Linked DNA regions of Sus scrofa: region 1 is linked to region 2. A link is a contact called in public Hi-C data. All regions are on one chromosome and are shown on one strand. The core of a region is the stretch at or near the end of the contact, and the rest is flanking DNA. Distances in the headings are between cores, read along the strand shown. Region 1 holds the start of TICAM2 (toll like receptor adaptor molecule 2). Region 2 overlaps LOC110259445 (a long non-coding RNA gene).

Evidence for each region. A called contact is a pair of places that touch in the nucleus more often than the background predicts.
Region 1: a Hi-C map of liver shows a contact between it and region 2, with 4 times the contacts expected there. The contact joins the promoter of TICAM2 here to the enhancer-like site in region 2. A contact is called at or near these places in 1 of 5 promoter capture datasets (liver), 4 of 47 Hi-C or Micro-C datasets (liver, skeletal muscle and subcutaneous adipose tissue) and 1 of 2 datasets of contacts at active chromatin or transcription factors (alveolar macrophages).

What each region holds. Positions count from the first base shown.
Region 1 is chr2:119,759,345-119,762,044 of Sscrofa11.1, reverse strand. TICAM2 (toll like receptor adaptor molecule 2) reads left to right here and starts at 1,286. Exons shown (of 1, transcript NM_001204351.1): 1 at 1,286-2,700. The coding sequence starts at 1,286. The coding sequence ends at 1,999.
Region 2 is chr2:119,644,447-119,647,146 of Sscrofa11.1, reverse strand. The region is part of intron 1 of LOC110259445 (a long non-coding RNA gene); the gene reads left to right. Among named protein-coding and RNA genes, the nearest start is that of FEM1C, 77 kb to the left of the region's middle. Within about 2 kb of position 1,331, at least 2 of the 83 cell types and tissues checked have an H3K27ac peak or open chromatin away from gene starts, as enhancers often do. A contact at or near this core is called in liver, where this site is marked.

The DNA of each region.
Region 1 (2,700 bases), core at 37-2,536, 110 kb before region 2:
TCACTCCTTATTTACATTAGAAAGAAATTCTGTATACGTTTTTCCTTATTTTTTCTTCCCATAACAGTTTTTCACCATTTGATGAACGGTTTCATCTAAACTTGAATTATTTTGGCATATGTAGCTGGTACTTATGTCATTATGAATAAGATTCTAATTTCTTCTTGATCTCTGATCTTTGCTCATGAACAATATATAAAAATCCTTTGGAATATAGCCTATGGGCCCATATTTGACAACATGTATTTTATACTTATCTATTCTGAATTTTCTGTCTTTTGATGAAAGTACCCCCTTGAAACTGCTTATTTGGGTATTAACAATACTGCAGCATTAGATTCACATGGAGTATCTCTCTTTCACAGCTGATCTAATTCTTCTACTCTGAGTTTAGGCCTTTTAAAATAAAAGAATGATACAGACTATGATCATTATTGATTTCCCTGGAAATCACAAGGCTTTGTTTCCAGATTACACTTCCAAACCAAGATGTTACTTTTTTTACCTGGGTGCAGAAATATGTTTTCTTAATTATTCCCAGGATTAGCTGGAAAAAGATATTCCTTACTTTTTGCAAAAGTTTATTAGTTTCTGCACCAGCCCCAGTACAACAATCCCTGACCCTAGACCAAAAAAAAAGAAAAGAAAAAAAAAGAGAAAAAGCTCTGAACCGGTGAATCCTGAGCAACATTTCATTTAACATTTCAGATCTTTTTATTCTGAGTCAGCAGAGCTGCCTATTAGCTGTCTTTAGGGTATTTGTATTCTGTTTTGTATTTGCATTTGAAACAAAAATATGTTTTGAAGTTAATATGAATATTTTGTTTCTTTTAGTTTTCCTGTTTCTAGTTTACACAGTAATTTGGTTATGGAGAAGTTGAATTTAAACTCCATATGAGTAGAGTGATACGGTCCCTTTTCGCTAACACACCAAAGTAATTTAACTGGAGTTTATAATGCCAATATAATACCATTTAAAGTTTCCAAACATCTCCTTTTATATTAAACCGGACCCCTGTGTTTAACCTACCCCTGCCTACCTGTGGTAGCCCTTGTGGAACTCAAACAAGACAAGTGACTTCATCTCCAATGATCTCTTTGACATTTTCTTCTTAGAAAGCTATATATTATAATCTTTTTGAGGTTTGCAGGTTGAATGAGATTTTCCATTTTAATTGTTTTGATGAAATTTACAGTAGTCTTCTGCTTTGTTATTTCTCCTTTTAGGATGAAAAGAAATGCTGAGAAATAAATAAAGCTTTCCTTTCTGACTTGGATATTTATAATGGGTATCGGGAAGTCTAAGACAGATCCCTGCCTTCTTTCTCTCTCTTGGAGTAAAAGCCACGGTGTGGATACAAGTCAAAAACCTCACGAGACAGATTGCACGATATCTGAGGAAATCCCCCTGCATGGTGGCGAAGATGTTGCATGTAGCAGTTCAGCAGAGATGCCAACAGGAGAGCAGGAGGGAGCTGACGGAGTGGAAGAGATGCCTGAAGAGGAAGCAGAAGAAGAGGTGTTCCTCAAATTTGTGATACTACACGCAGAAGATGACACAGATGAAGCCCTCAGAGTCCAGAATCTGCTGCAAAATGACTTCGGGATCAAACCTGGAATAATCTTTGCTGAGATGCCGTGTGGCAGACAGCATTTACAGAATTTAGACGATGCTGTCAATGGCTCTGCCTGGACAATCTTGCTATTGACTGAAAACTTTCTAAGAGACACCTGGTGTAAGTTCCAGTTCTATACATCTCTCATGAACTCCGTGAACAGACAGCACAAATACAACTCTGTCATCCCCATGCGGCCCCTGAACAACCCCCTGCCCCGAGAAAAGACCCCCTTTGCTCTGCGAACCATCAACGCCCTGGAGGAAGAAAGTCGTGGCTTTCCTACACAAGTGGAAAGGATTTTTCAGGAGTCTGTGTATCAGATACAACAGGCTATATGGAAAGAGACCAGAAATCTGGTACAAAGACAATTGATTGCCTGAGATGGGACATATAACACATGGTGTGCCCTTGTTTTGTAAAGCAAATGGTTTCTCTTCACTTGAGAAAGCAAATTTCTAGGAAAAGTTTAAATGGAAGAGAACCTTGCTCTTAGGGGAAAACTGTAGAGCCCAAGAAAAATAGATTTTTGCAGGACACTCTATAGAATTGAGGTACTTTTGATGTTTCTCTAAACTTGCAATTGTCAGAGTTGCAAAACCTCTGATTCCTCTCACAGCTTTCCTAGTTCAACAAAGGATATTTTAAATTCACTTTTCTTGTATTGAACTTGAACAAGAACTTATATGATAGACATTTAAAAAAATACCATAACACTTTGATTTTGTTCTCAAAAGACACGTTGGCAAAACAATGGCCTTGAGAAATCTGACAGCTCTCCCTGTTGCGGCACCTCTCACGAATGTTGCAGGAAAGCCTTCCCAGTATTGTCGTCCAGAAATAGGGATAGCCAGATTAGTTCATTTGGAATGGTGAGAACTGATAAATGTGAAATGAAAAATAGATGTGAGAATGGTGGGCCTCTTTAAAATAATCCAATCCAATGCGTTTTCCTTTCAGCTGGAATTTGCAAAGTTGGAGGCAGTTCCCACCACTGATTGGTGGCCCATTTAACAATCTTGTGATTAGGACTCCATGCCTGGGGTTGAGATGACCCCTATAGCTGGAAACTCTCCATGTCAGT
Region 2 (2,700 bases), core at 82-2,581:
GACCCACTGAGCGAAGGCAGGGATCAAACCTGCATCCTCATTGATATTAGTCAGATTTGTTTCTGATGTGCCACAGTGTGAACTCCTTAACCTTTGAATTTTGCCGTTCACACCACGTGATGCTAACTGAAAGAGTCCTACTTTTGAGCTGAAATTTGTCTCCTTCTCTTCAGTCATTAGGTAGATCTGAGGTTCATTTGTATACTTAGTTGCTCATATATCTGCTCAAATTTCCTAGTCCTCTAACACTGGAGGTCCTGGCATTGAAGGTGAACTGCACTGCACCAGGTGAATGATCCTGTAAACGAATGGCTAGTGGGTCTGAGTGGCATGTAACAAGGCTGGACTTGAAACTTCATTTGGACTCCTAATGAGCAGAGCCATCACTTTTCACTGGAAGGGTGACTGGAAAGGGACGGTAGTGATGTTGTCCTAATGCAACCAGGATTGGATGGCTGATGTCCCACACGTGATGTGGAAGACTGAATGAGCCAGATTTTGGTAAACGTATGACTTTCAGATGATTGCAGTCTGTCTGTTGCTGGGTCCTACAGGGCCTGATCATTCCCTCCATGCCAGGGCTGGGATTTCTCAGAAAGGAATGGGTATTCTCACTGCCCATCTTAGAGCAGGTTATTTCTAGGCAAGGTGATGGTGTAACAATGTCCAAACTGGGGCTGTTTGGGGAGCAAGACAGGAGCTGCAAATGATTACACTGAAACAGCAGGTGTGGACCAGGGCTGATGGTTCTCTCTTTCTTTGGGCACTTGGAGGTGAAATGAGGGAATATCTGATCTTCCTGGCTGAGCTGTGGGAGAGGCCTGGAGCACTTTCCTGCCACGGTGGCAGAGGCCGGGCCCTGAGAGGGAGAAGGATGTAAGGGACCCTGGGCTGGGTGGGAGGTCTGAGTCTTGCCACTTATTGGAAGCTATTCCCTCACTTGAACCTGTCCATCATCTCCGATTGTCCTGTGCAGATTCCTTAGATGTTGCTGCCTGGACATTTGTTGTGTGTGGAGAATGGAGGGCAGGGCTGGGCTAGGCATAGGAAACACCAGCAAGAAAGAAGGGACCCCTCCCTTGAGGGCTAAATAGAGGGGGCAACAGAGGGAGTGTGTGCAGGGCATGTGTGTGTGTGTGGGGGGGTGTCTCCAGCAGAGCACAGCTGTGGAGGATCACAGCAGCACCAGGAAGGACAGGGACCAGGGACAGGTGAGGGGGTTGGCCTGAAAATGCTGGTCCTGGTTTTCCGCTAAGGACCTCCGACCCTCTGTGGTCACAGCCTGGCTCTGGCTGTTTACCTTTGTGTCCACCTTCACTCTCTCCTGAGTGACCTTAACAGGGCATTTACTTGGCAGTCACAAGTGAAAATGCTTTTAGAGTGTGTTTCTCTTCTGTCCCTTGGTGTGGCTTCTCTTTGCAGAGACAGTGGATGTTTCTGGGAAGCAGTCTGAGCTCCGGACTCCCTCGCGCTCTGCACACACCTCCAGGCTGGCATTTGAAATCTGAATTGTAATTGCCTGTTGGCTTATCCGTCTCTCCCACTCCCTCTGCTAACAGCAGTTTGAGGTTGTCACATCCCTAGTGTCCAGTGCCTGGCGAAGAGCAGGCACCCAGTTAGTCTTTGAGTAAATGACAGCAAGAGATGGAAGGGACTCCAAGCTGGACTATAGAGGTCACGATACAGACTTCATGCTCCTCAAGATCGCAAATCTCTATCTGGGTTTTCCGAGATAATGTAAAAACTCTGTTCTCGATGTTTTCCCTCTCTTGCTTTCTATTTGATTTTGTTGACCTGCTTTCTACCCTACAGAGAGAGAGAAAAAAGGATCTTACTAATGTGGTTTAAAAAATGATTGAGACAGGGAGTTTCCATTGTGTCTCAGCAGTAAAGAACTCGACTAGTATCCATGAGGACGTGGGTTCGATCCCTGCCCCCGCTCAGTGGGTTAAGGATCCCGCATTACCTGTAAGCCATGGTGCAGGTTGCAGATGAGGTTCGGATCAGGCATTGCTGTGACTGTGGTATATGGGAGTCTGATTTGACCCCTAACTTGGGAACTTCCATATGCTATGGGTGCTTCCCTAAAGAGACAAACAAACAAACAAAAAAACCTGGGGCAAGTAGGATTTATTTTTCATTAGATGCTTCCAGAAAAATTTCTTCCAATGTATCTTTTCCTTTGCAGTTCTTACCACTGATAATATATAGGGATGTTATTATTTTTTTAATCTTCATTTTTTTTTTCAGATCCTTTATAGTACAGGAGTCAATTTAAAAATTGCCGTTATTGGAGTTCCCTTTTGTGGCACAGTGGAAACAAATCTGACTAGTAGCCATGAGGTTGTGGGTTTGATCTCTGGCCCCCTCGGTGGGATAAGAATCCGGCATCGCCATGAACTGTAGTGTAGGTTGCAAATGCAGGTTGGATCCCACATTGTTGTAGCTGTGTTGTAGGCTGGCAGCTGCAGCTCTGATTTGGCCGCTAGCCTGGCAACCTCTATTTGCTGCAGGTGTGGCCCTAGGAAGCAAAATACAAATAAAAAATTAAAAAAATAAAAAGATTAAAAAAAGGAAAAAATTGACATTATTGCCTTGGAATTCTGAAGTTATTTCATATCATAATCTAGATATGAAAATTAAATTGGCTTTTAATTTTCCTTAGAAAACCTGCCATATTTAATCCAGGGTGTTAGGAGA